Linked DNA regions of Sus scrofa: all the other regions are linked to region 3. A link is a contact called in public HiChIP or PLAC-seq data. All regions are on one chromosome and are shown on one strand. The core of a region is the stretch at or near the end of the contact, and the rest is flanking DNA. Distances in the headings are between cores, read along the strand shown. Region 1 holds the start of GIMAP5 (a long non-coding RNA gene). Region 2 holds the start of LOC100519177 (GTPase IMAP family member 1). Region 3 holds the start of GIMAP6 (GTPase IMAP family member 6).

Region 1 (4,216 bases), core at 671-3,170, 51 kb after region 3:
GCTCTCATTTGCCAGAAGGATTCCTGACAGCCTCCCCCACTTTCCCAACTGGAGTGTGATGGAGTGGCTGGCAGGCCCACGCATTGTCACCAACAAGGTGCCGCCATGAGACCCTGTCACTGTCAAGAGGGGCGGGGCAGGATAATCCTCTAGGAATCACAGCCGTGTAACTCCATTCTGGTGAATGGGGGGGAAGGGGGGTAAAATCTTTTTTAAAATAATAAATTGTATTTCTCAGAAATAAAGCAAATGGAGTTCCCTGGTGGACCTAAAGGTTAAGGGCCTGGTGTCATCACTGCTGTGGCTCAGGTCACTGGCCCAGGAATTTCTGCATGCTGTGGGCGTGGCCAAAAAAAATAGGAAAGCAAATGTTTTGCCTGACTAGATCATCATGCGTCCTGTTCCTGAAATCTTTCTGCTCTCTTTAAAATTGCAACTTTCCCTGGAGTCATGAATGCAACAGACCTCCCGTCAAATTCAAATCACCAGGCCAACTTTTCAGCCGGCTCCACAAAGGGCATCGGATGGCTTCTGGGAGCAGATCGAGGGAGGAGGGTCAGGTCATCTTCTCTTGCCCCGAGACGTGTCAAAAACTCAATACTTACACCCAGACGCGGTGCAACAGCCACTGGCTGTATATGTGCAAAACTTTTGCACAAACACGAGAAATAAACAAGCCAGTCAGCACCAAAGGGCTGCTGTCTGAGCTCATTCTGTTCAAAAGTTTAGGTTCTAAAAAAGACAATATCAGCAATATTTTCTGCTTGCACTTATTCGGGGCTTTAGGCTCTAGAACTCCTGACCTTAATTATTTAGGAACAGTGACACTGAGGCTTAGAAAAATCATGTGCAAACTGACGCAGATTATTACCGAGGGAGCTGGGGTGAGTGGGAGAGGGGCGGCGGGGAGAGAGGAGCCAAGCCCTGTTACCTGGTCGGTCCTGGAAAAGTCTTGCAAGTCCCACGCGCAGTCTTGAAACTATCCTCCCTCCGCTCCTTGGCAGCCTCTCTCATTGGCTTCTAGTCTCTTCAAACAAACACAAGAGCAGTGAGAAGTGAAAAAAAAAGCGGGCCACACATGCTACCCACGAGAGAGAGAGAGGGACTGCGTTCTCCCGGGGCCGCAAAAGACCAGCGTGTGCTGTTCTTGCCAAGACAGCCTCAGAATGAGTCAAAAGCCCTCAGAGGGTGCCATCAGAGGAAGAGGAGTATTTTTTGGTTTTGGTCTGATTTCTTTTTAATAACAGCTCCATTTCCTTCTCCCCACCACAGCTCTGTAAAGCTTTTGTGCCATTTCCCTGTCTGAATCAGTCGGGAGACCCAGAGAAGCTGGTGAACATCAGGGGCACAGGTGCATCCCAAAGCAGGCATCCTCAGCCTTTCACTGGCCCCACCTGGACCAACACGCATCTCGCCCGGCCCACCGTTTACCTCTTCTGCACAAAGACAGCTTCGTGTATGTAATTCTAGAGACCTGCAGCCAAAGCTGAACTCAGGGCGGGCATCTTGCATGAGACTTTGTACGGCTCTGGCCGCCTCTTATTTCTCTGTCCATTGGCCTGTCCTCAGGTCGCCCTTGCTTGGACGTGAGGGGAAAATAAAGTTGGGTAGGTTTCTGCACCTAGGTGAACTTGCACGGCCGCAGAACCCAAGGACACATCCGCCCCTACCCAGGGTGCGATGTGGGCAAAATGCTGAGCACTTGCAGGAAGGGTGTGCTCTGGTTTCCTCCTACCGCCCTAGTTAACCTCATCCTTGCAAAGGCCCTGCTGGGGGCCCTGGGTCGTGGGGGCTGAGCGCCCCTCTGGAGCCATGCTGAGGGTCAAGGGGGCAGAGCTTGAGCCACTACTTGCATCTTTGGGTTCAGATGAACTCTAGAAAAGCAACTCTAAGTAGGAAATGGAAACGCAGGTAACTCTTGATTCTTGCTTGGTTTGGAGGGGAGAGCGTTTATACTGCAGAAAACAGCCACACTTCACATCGCAATGAAAGCCGCTCTTGACTTACCAAAATATTCTCCCCTATTAATACTGTAATTTTCACACTTCAAATAATAATACTTTTTACACTGATTGAACTGGATAAATGCCCTCCTGCTGTAGAGGACAGAAAGGCATACTTTTTTTTTCTTTTTTTTGTCTTTTTGCCTTTTCTAGGGCCACTCCCACAGCATATGGAGGTTCCCAGGCTAGGGGTCTAATCGGAGCTGTAGCTACCGGCCTACGCCACAGCCACAGCAACACCAGATCTGAGCCACTTCTGCAACCTACACCATAGCTCACGGCAAGCCAGATCCTTAGCCCACTGAGCAAGGCCAGGGATCAAACCCGCAACCTCATGGTTCCTAATGGGATTCGTTAACCACTAAGCCACGAGGGGAATTCCCAGAAAGGCATACTTTTAACATACAGAAGATATTGTTTTTTCTCTGCCAGCTAGAAATGCCTCTAAGGTTGCATTTTTGCGGCTGGGGTGGGGGGACGGTTAAATATCGACTCCTTCAAAATAAAAATAATTATCTTTGCCAGATATTTATCCACCCTAAAATCATGAATAGCTTCATGCCTGAAGCCAATTTATCCAGTCATCTCAGTACATATTTTGTAAATATTGGATACACAAGAAAGGGACATTGCTCAAAGGTAGCAAAACATTCATGGTTAAGGTAAACCATTGAGTCATCCACCTCACCAGCCTGGCAAGGCTACTACTCACGTGCCCACAACATAGAGCTATGCATGTTGATCAGCTACTTTCTGCGCATTAGGAAAAACGCGAATTAATCACTGAAGAAAAGCTTTAGGCATTTCCTTAACCACTACATAGGCTGAAATGGGATAACCTTCTACTGGGAACAGTTATACCCTTTTTCCTCTAAACAGCCTGTACATATACTAAGCTGATTATTCTGTTAAATTAGGTGCATCTTTTTTTTCTTTCTGGGGCTGCACCTGCAGCATATGGAAGTTCCCAGGCTAGGGGTCCAGTCAGAGCTGCAGCTGCCGGCCTACACCACAGCCGCAGCAATGCCAGATCTGAGCTGGCTCTGTGACCCACACCATGGCTGATGGCAACTCCAGATGCTTAACCCAGTGAGCGAGGCCAGGGACCGAACCTGCCTCCTCATGGACACTATGTCCAGTTCTTAACCCACTGAGCCACAAGGGGAACTCCTGCATTTTTCTTATTAATTCAAAAAGGGCCTGTATTTATGACTCAAGAAAGCAAAACATTACCTCCTCAGCACAACACCAGTTAACACTTCTTTTCTGCCCCTTTCCATGTTTAGAGTTTAGTGGCTATTCAGGATTCCTCTTTTCCCTTCACAGCTAACTTGTGGAATTCCAGGGATGGCTCTTCAAACCACAGGTACTTCTAATTGCTGATGAAAGAAATGCCCAAAATAAAGAAGGAGGGAAATTGTTCCTTTGCCCATGCAGCTGCAGTGAAGAACAGCAAATATTATTCCTACAGAGGAGCCTGCGAGATAGCCAGTCCTCAAAAATTCTACCTCCGCGGAGTTCCCGTCATGGATCAGTGGTAACAAACCCGACTAGTATCCATGAGGATGCGGGTTCCATCCCTGGCCTCGTTCAGTGGGTTAAGGATCCAGCATGGCCGTGAGCTGTGGTGTAAGTCGCAGACCTGGCTCGGATCCAGCATTGCTGCAGCAGTGGTATAGGCTGGCAGCTGCAGCTCTGATTCGACCCCTAGCCTGGAAATTTCCATGTGTCACCTGTGCAGCCCTAAAGAGACCAAAAAAAAAAAAAAAAAAACCCTGTACCTCCACCCTGTGAAAATAACCATTCGTCTCTCGAATTTTGTAGAATTATGGTTGTCTAATAATGCGTTTCCCTCCTGTGAGACATAAATTAAAATTGAATCATTCCTAACAGGTCTAAATACTTATGTTTTGGACAAATCCGAAAGAGATCACTGATACTTCCTTCTGCCATGGGTATGCAGGTAATAAAAACAAAGCAAAATAAAATATTCAAAATATTGTGTGAGAATTGTGTCTCATTTAAGTTCACAATATGCTCAGTAAAATATAATTGTCAACTGTCTTGCAAATACCACCCCCTGCTGTTCATCTTTTAATTCAGCTGAAGAGATTAAACAGTTAAAGTTTTAGTTAAGCTTTTTGCTCAGTCCGGAAATCTTAACAAATGTTTTCTTTATGGCTTCTATCATTCTCAGAAAGCCCTCCATTTTC
Region 2 (3,975 bases), core at 1,336-3,835, 43 kb before region 3:
AGAAGTTTTTTCTGGGGAATTCTATGCCAGTGACATCGGCTGAGCCATTGCATTTTCCCAGGAGAGTGAGCAGCTGGGGGAGACTGTGCAAAACCCTGAGAACAAGAACACTTCCTTGCTCAGCGTGTCAGGGACCCAGCTTAAGCTTGTTGGCCTGGGAACTAACAAAAAGAAAATGGGCATTTTGGTTTTGGACACTGGAAAACAGACATATTCCCCAAACGGCTTCTCAGAGAAGCCCAGCGTTTGGCTGGTCCTAATGTGTCTAAAGAGGGGGAGACTGGGAAGCTCCCCTCCGACCCCTGATGATCTTGCCCCCACATCGAAGGCTTTTCAAATGGAATGGATTGCAACCAATCAAACATCACCGAATACAGGCCCCCACTCTGCGGTCAAGGTGGCCTGACCACAGGAGCACCCGAACACAAGCACCTCCTCTCTCTCCTCCATCTGCTTCTCCAGCCTCATTCCCAACGAATCCTCTCCCCCCTCGGCTGCTCCACAAACAGCAGGTTTCAGGGTCTTTCCCAGCCCCCACTGTGGTGTCACTCCCGCGACCTTTCACCCCCCCCATTTCTCCAGAGTCCTGTCTGTGCGTCCCCATCCACTTCCAATCCCACCTCTTCTCATCATCCCCCGTTGGCAGCACACACAAAGGAAATCAGAGGCAGAGCTTGGCCAGAGGTCTAGTGACAGGTGTGCCTAGAACTCAATCCGAAGGTCTTCCTGTTTCTGCAGTAACCCCCCTTCATCCCACCAAGTCTTCAGCGAAGTTCACCCCAGGGGCAAATCACATCGTGTGAGGCGTTATTTTGTAAATAGCAACCAACAAACTCCCTTAACTGACCCCGAGAAGAAATGAGGAAACAACCAACGAGACTCAAAGCAAATAAAAAAGAATGAAATAATTCCATTTGCAGCAGCATGGCTGGAACTAGAGATTCTCATCCTAAGTGAAATAAATCAGAAGGGGAAAGACAAACACCATGTGATATAACTTATATGTGGGATCTCAAATAGGACACAAATGAATCTATCTATGAAACAGAAACTGACTCTTAGACTTCAAGAACAAACTTGAATTGCCAAGGGAGAAGGGGGAGGGGGAGGGGAAGAGGGGAGGGAAAGACTGGGAGTTTGGGGTGAGTAGATGCCCTTTTACAAATGGAAGAATAAACGAAGTCCTATTGTATAGCATAGGGAACTATATTCAATATCCTAACATAAACCATAATGGAAAAGATTATATATATTATACATTATATTATAATATATACTATGTATTCTTATGTATATCTGAATCACTTTGCTGTACAGCAGAAATTATTACAACATTGTAAATCCACTGTATTTCAATAACAAAAGGCAACCTCTGCCCCTCATCCCCACTCTGAAGAGAAAAGATTCAAAGCAAAGAGGAACAATTTAGCTAAAGCAAGATGTTCTGGTCAAAGGTGGAAATGAAGACAAGCTACAGGGGATCCCTTGGGTAAGCCCTTCGGAACTTCCCCCAAAGTTTGGAATGAAACTTGAAGAGTTCTTCTGATGTTCTTAACAGCTGAAATCTGGGCTTACAAAGACGTGTATTATTGGAAAATATAAAACTTGTAGAATCCTTTCTCTTAAAATGCCAAGGGATCAAAGTTTATTTTGCTAGTCCTGCATTTCCTGAATCTGGCATATTTTGGAATTCTTTAGGGACTTATTAAAGATGTCTATTTCCTAGGGATTTTTATTCACATATCTGTATTTAATAAAAGGAAGTACCTGCCATGCCAAATAATTCTAAGTCATTTGGTCCATGGCCTGAGGGTTTGAATCAGTAACCCTAATCCCATCCCTTCATTACGTAAATGAGATGTAGAAATTAAGATGGCACAGCAGCCCATAGAGCCCTGGACTTGGGGGGCAGATGTTCAAGGGCGTGCGGTGGGGTGGGAAACTGTGTTGATAAACTCAGCCGTCTCCGGGACACGACTGTGGCCCGTGCTAAGGAGGGTGAGTGTTTTAGCAGGGTTCAGCTCAGATAGAGACAGAATTTCTACTTCAGAACTTGTTCTGAGGTTAGATTTGTTTCCCCAGGAATCTATTTGGCCTTCGCTCCATATGCATGTGGGGAGGGTTTGTTGCTTTCTAAAGTGTGTTTTGTTCCCTGCAGTAGTTCTAGAAAACAAACACCTTTCTTATTTATTCAGGGAGTAGGGAATACACGTCTACTGAACTTCCTCTGTTTGCAACTCAACATCCTTACAAACCTGGACCTGGGAAGTGACTGTGCCTGGATCCCGCGCCCCTTTCTCACGCCCATTAGAATGGAGCGACTCACGGGGCGAGCATCGACAGGCACAGCTCTTCCCCTTCCTCACAGGTCACGCGCGCACACTCACGCACGCACGCGCACCCTGGCCCCCAGGACGGCTCCCTTTCCCGTGGGCTCACCTTTCCTGCAGAATTGGTGACAGGCTCTCAAGTCGGCTTTGAGCAGCTCCTGACCTACTTCCTGCCTTGCGACTGTAGGTGGAGCTGACTCTTCCTCCCAAACCGGGAGGAAGTCTCTGTGCCTCTCAGACCTCTGAGCTCGGGGAGGGAGGGCCCTGTGCTGATCACTTAAAGAGACAGAGGCATCGGCCTCCGAGCTAAGGGCCCCACGGGATGCTGGGATGCTGTCACTGCGCATCCCCCCCCTCTTTCCGCCCCCCCCCCCCCCCCCGCGCCACCCCGGGCTTTGGGCTATGGTGATGTTTCCCAGTTTCCTGTGACACCAGCATCTCATCCCCAACTGGCGCTATAACCTCTGAGGGGAAGAAGCCTGATATTCTTTCTGGCCTCTTTTTACCTTTTTTTTTTTTTTTTTTCCAAATTGGAGCTGCAGCTGGCTGCTGGCCTCTGACTTATTTCACTTAGTAAAGGCCTTCGGGGTCCATGGATAGACCCTTAGGTTGCTTCCATACCTGGGCTATTGTGAATAACGCTGCTGTAAACACAGGAGTGCAGATATCGTTTGGAGATCCTGTTTTCACTTCCCTGGGGTAGGTACCTCCAAGTGGAAGTGCTGGATCACATCGTAGCTCTCGGTTTAATTTTTGGAGGAACCGTCATGCGGTGTTCCATAGTGACTGCACCAGTTTACAGTTCCACTAACTGCACCCAAATGGTCCCTTTTCTCCACGTCCTTTCCAACACTCGTTACCTCTTGTCTTTTTGATGACGACCGTTCTAACAGGTATAAGGCAATTTTTCATGGTGGTTTTGATTCATATTTTCTTGATGATTCATGTTGAGAAGTTTTTCACTTACTTGTTGGCCATTTGTATGTCTTCTTTGTGAAAATGTCTATTCAGGTCATCTGCCCATTTAAATTGGATTTTTTTGGTTTGTTTTTTTTTTGTGTGTGTGTGGTTTTTTGGCTACAAAGTTGTATGGATTCCCTGTATACGTTGAAATGTTACCTCTTGTTAGATATATGATTTACAAATATTTTCTCTCATTCTATGAATTGCCTTTTCATTTTGCTGAATGTTCTTTTTGCTGTTCTGAGGAAACTTTTTAGTTTTATGTAGTCTCATTTCTTCTTTTTTTTTTTTTTTTTTTAGTAATTTTAGAGACACACCCTCGGCATATAGCAGTTCCCAGGCTAGGGGTTGAATTGGAGCTGTAGCCACCAGCCTACACCACAGCCACAGCCACTCCAGATCTCAGCCACATCTGCAACTTACACCACAGCTCACAGCAATGCTGAATCTTTAACCCACTGAGCAAGGCCAGGGATTGAACCTGTGTCCTCATGGATGCTAGTCAGATTTGTTTCTGCTGAGCCATGATGCGAAGTCCTCTCACTTATTGACTTTTGCCTTTGTTTCTTGTGCTTTTGGTGTCAAAAAAAAGGAAAAAGAAAAATTGTTGCCAAAACTAATGTCGAGGAACCTACCCCCTGTGTTTTCTTCTAGGAGTTTAATGGTTTTAAGTCATAAGTTC
Region 3 (4,323 bases), core at 1,583-4,082:
ACCACCGCCCTCCAGGGCAAAGCAGGACGAAGACAGTGGTCCCAGGCTGGGCAAACCTGGTTCTCCCCACCCCACCCTCACTGCTTACGCTTTGAAAGCAAATACATCGCCTGAGCTCTGAAAAGGATTTTTAAAGTAAACTTAACCTCCATTGCTGAAAAAAAAGGAGGGGGTAGATCAGGCGTCTACACCTGTGATTTTCCTAGGCTGCTTATGAATATGGCTTTTGTCCAATGGCTCAGGCCATTAAAGTTCATGGAGTTACAAATTATTTGTGTGGAAAAACATAATGAATTGCAAATAAATTCTTCTGGCCAGGAGGGTGGCTGGATTTCCACTGTTTCTGAATTCCTAAATTCTGTCTCTCCCGCCTAGATGGCGAAGTTGAGCTCTTAAATGTTAAGTTCATGACTCTTGTTGGGGTGGGGAGATCCCCTTGGGGAGATGGGGTGGGGACAGTCCCTTGGGGCAATGGGGGTGGGGGGCCCTTGGAGAGATGAGGGTGGGGAGCCCCTTGGGAATTCAGGGAGGGGGGGAGCCCCTTGGGAATTCAGGGAGGGGGGGAGCCCCTTGGGGAGATGGAGCCAGGTGCTGTGGGTACCTGAGCGCATCCTGCTGGCTCTGCAGTGTCTTGCAGTCCTCTTCAGCCTGAGCCAGCCTGACTCCCACACAGGGGCCTGCTTGTCTTCCAGCCTAGGGCTGGGGTGAGCCACTTGTCACAGCCACTCAGCACATCTCTCTGAGGCTCGGTGAAGGGCCCCTTTCACCCTTGCACCTGTCAGCACTCTTTCCCCTCTCATCTGGCCCACCCTGAACACCCTCTGATGGCCGCCTAGGTGGGCACCCCCTGCGCCCCCCAACACGACGCGACCACCCCCTGCACCTCACACATCCCCCGACCATGCCCCTCTCACATTCACATCTGCTAGAAAGTTCTTTTACCTCCTGATCTGTCTTGGGTGGGCTCCTGAGACAGCCCTTCTTTGAAATTCTCCTGGACAATCAGTTCGCATTCTTCTTCCTCTGTCTAGAAAAAAATTAAAATAGGACTTACCAGGTTTGAAGAGGCAGCTAACTTTTGCCTTTTTCTTGTCAAAAGAACATTGTTTGCATTGGTTCAGGGAGGGGAGGTGTCTGGGGGACGGGGGACTGAGCTGCCCTCTGCGTCCTTGAGGGACCCTCTTCCCACTGCCCCCCGCTCCCCGACTCTGGTTTCCATGGGGGGGAGGCGACTCTGTGAGGGGGAGAAAGGAGCATTGTGACAGACACTGGCCGCTGGTGAGAGGCTCTTGGGGACACAATGACCTGTGGACAGAGCCTGGCAGTGGGGGCTGCGGAGGCCGAGAGCGGCCGGAGAGGAGGACCACGGCCAGGCACAGGCCGCCTCTGGGTCCCGGCGCTGCTGGGAGCCCTGAGGTCTCAGTGTCATCTCCTTGGCTGCCAATGATGGGGGGGGGTCACACTGCCTGGGCCTCCGTGCCCGCAGAGCTGCAAATGCTGGACCCAGACTGGATGCTCCTGAGATCTTTTCCCTCTAGACGATTCCAGCACATTTTATGACACTTTCTAGAGCAAGTCCTAGTCCTCTTGCAAAGGAGCCATGTCAACCCCCCGCTCCCGGACTCCCATCGTCCTGAGGCGAGAGCAGCGTATCTGGCCTCACACCGAACCGCCTGGTGGACTCACACGGTTCCCTGTTTCAGGAGCCCCTTGTGTTACAGCTGCTCGGGTCTCTGCGGGATGGGGAGGGCACCGCACGGCCCCATGGCTGTTTTTCTGGAATGTGAGGGTGCAAGAGACAGTCCCAGGCAGGTGAGCATCTCCAGATGGAGGCTCTGATTGAAGGGAAACCTAAATACTGGGGGTGGGGGTGGAGGGACGCTGCAGACAGAGTTTGCTGTCACCACAGCATCCTTGGGATGAGGGGCGGGGACAGCTGTCGCTCTCTGTTAAGCTGGCAAACTGCAGAGGACAGGCAGTGCATTCCAGGCAGGGCACAAAGGGCACAAGTTTCTCTCTCTCTCACACACACACACACACAGCGCACATACGCACACCCATACACTCACAAACACAGGAACATACACATGCATACACAGCACACACATAAGACAAACATAAGACTCACACCGTCCACACACATACACTCAAACACACACAGAAACACAGCTCACACACACAACACACACCACGCATACACATCCACTCACAAACACCCAAATACACGTATAAACACACAGACAGCACACACCAAAGGCAACAACACAGAAAATACATGCTCCCACACACACATCCCTACACAACATACCCAAACCACAATACACACAGACACCATGCACACGACTCACACAATCCACACCCAGACATCACACACACACACACACACTCACACGAACCCAGTACACATACACAACGCACACAGACACAGGCACCCTCACACTTGGACTTACCCCTCCTGTTGGGCAGAAGAAAAGGCTGCGTTTTGCGTCTCCTGGGGCCAGGTTGTCTCGTGAATTCTTTGTTTCTCCTTTCAGAGCGGACACCTTGCAGGCCTGGGGGGGCCTTGAGTGGAAAGGGTAGAATAAAATGTCCCAGAAGTTTGAATAGATATAGGACATCGTTTATATTTTTTTTAGCAAAATGTGATCCCAAAGCTCAGCTCAAGAACTGCCGTTGAAAGCCCAGCCGTGCATGGGGCGGGTGCAGGAAGGGGCGGGAACAGGCAGGCCAGGCCCGGCTGGGAGGCACACAGCTCTGCCCTCTGCATTTTGTTGGCTGCTGCCTTGGGAACCCCAACAGGAAAAACACCCGCGAAACTTCACAAGGGTGACACATCTGCTCTGTGTTCCAGGTGGGGGACAGAAACCACGGCTCGTGGCGCATGTGCGAGGCCCTATCAGGGTCTAGGGCGATGCTGGAGGGCATTCTCGTGTTTGGTATATTGTTATTATTTTTATCCTGAACGAAGACAACTAGAACTCAGAGGCTTAAAACCAAGCAGCAGATCTAAGAAAGTGTTGTGCCAGGGGAATGAATGATTTTTGTTTAATTGATTTTCTCTCTTTTTTGAGAATCACCAGCTTCCTGCAGATGTCCTGTGCCTCCCCGGCCCCGACAGACATGCATTGTCTCTCCCCCTCCCCCCACTCCTCCCCCAACTCCTCTGCTGGCTTTCCAGGGTCTCCAGTTTGCTGACAGCGGGCCTTGGGACTTGTCAGCTGCATCATCTCATGAGCCAATTCCTTGTAATAAATCACATGAGCCAATTCTTTATAAGTCTCTCTCTATAGATGTATACACACACACACACACACACACACACACACATTCTGTGTCTGAAAGTTCCAAGCGATATCATATAATATTTGTCTTTCTCTGTCTGGCTGACTTCATTTAGTATGATAATCTCTAGGTCCATCCATGTTGCTGCAAATGGCCATATTTCATTCTCTGTTATGGCTGAATAATATTCTATTTAGTGTACACACACATACACACACAAACACACACACACATACATAATTATCCGTTGATGGTATTTGGGCTTTTTCCCAGGTCTTGGCTATTGTAACTAAAGCTGCTGTGAGCATGGGGTGCATGCATCTCTTGAATTAGAATTTTCATCTTTTCTGGATAAACGCCCAGGAGGGAAATTCTTGGATCATATGGTAGCTAATTGTTCCACCTGAGATGTATTTTGGATGCATTTGTGGCAGAAGGCGAGTTCCATACCCTCTTTCTCTGCCATCTTGATCCCTTTCCCGGGAAGTCATTCTTGATTTGGGGGAGAGGATTGCTCACTGGGGTCTCTATGGTGACATCAGATCTCTTCTCCAGGGTGAGGGCTCTCCTCATCCTAGCCCTTGCCTCTCTCTCTCATCCTGGGAACCATCTCATGTAAAGGGTAAGGCATATGGACCAATGTTCTAACTCTTTCCTGGGAAGAGACCAGGGGAAGGGGAAGGCAGGTGGTGGAGGAGGCGAGAGAGACAAGAGCCGTGGTGGAGACAGGGGGCAGTGTGGTTGCAGATCAGCGGAATGATCTTTTTTTCTGAAATGTCGAGACAGTTACAGGAAATGGTCTACCCTCCATGGTAGACTTCCTGGGAACATGCTGAAATGCACACAAACAAAAGCCCATATCACCCTGTTCAAGTGAAAAAGCAGAGATGAGGCGTGGAAATTCCCCAAGCAGACGAAACCAATGTAGTCATTCAAACAAAGCTCAATTTAGGTTATTTTGCAAGATGCAAACTGGGCCGTTTCCTGCTTAGGCCTCTGGAAACCATAAGCAAAACTGAAGCTTCCCCAAACCTGAGATGA

Evidence for each region. HiChIP or PLAC-seq counts read pairs in DNA pulled down with a chosen protein or histone mark.
Region 1: an H3K27ac HiChIP or PLAC-seq map of alveolar macrophages shows a contact between it and region 3. The contact joins the promoter of GIMAP5 here to the promoter of GIMAP6 in region 3. A contact is called at or near these places in 11 of 47 Hi-C or Micro-C datasets (alveolar macrophages, blood, heart right ventricle and 5 more) and 2 of 2 datasets of contacts at active chromatin or transcription factors (alveolar macrophages and skeletal muscle).
Region 2: a contact with region 3 is called in an H3K27ac HiChIP or PLAC-seq map of alveolar macrophages. The contact joins the promoter of LOC100519177 here to the promoter of GIMAP6 in region 3. A contact is called at or near these places in 1 of 47 Hi-C or Micro-C datasets (alveolar macrophages) and 1 of 2 datasets of contacts at active chromatin or transcription factors (alveolar macrophages).

What each region holds. Positions count from the first base shown.
Region 1 is chr18:6,361,147-6,365,362 of Sscrofa11.1, reverse strand. GIMAP5 (a long non-coding RNA gene) reads right to left here and starts at 1,920. Exons shown (of 6, transcript XR_002340496.1): 1 at 1,432-1,920; 2 at 932-1,027.
Region 2 is chr18:6,456,142-6,460,116 of Sscrofa11.1, reverse strand. LOC100519177 (GTPase IMAP family member 1) reads right to left here and starts at 2,585. Exons shown (of 3, transcript XM_021078917.1): 1 at 2,440-2,585.
Region 3 is chr18:6,413,280-6,417,602 of Sscrofa11.1, reverse strand. GIMAP6 (GTPase IMAP family member 6) reads right to left here and starts at 2,832. Exons shown (of 3, transcript XM_003360078.5): 1 at 2,451-2,832; 2 at 943-1,027. The coding sequence starts at 2,618. It overlaps LOC102162439 (a long non-coding RNA gene), which reads left to right and starts at 2,836. Exons shown (of 2, transcript XR_002340502.1): 1 at 2,836-2,936; 2 at 3,072-3,271.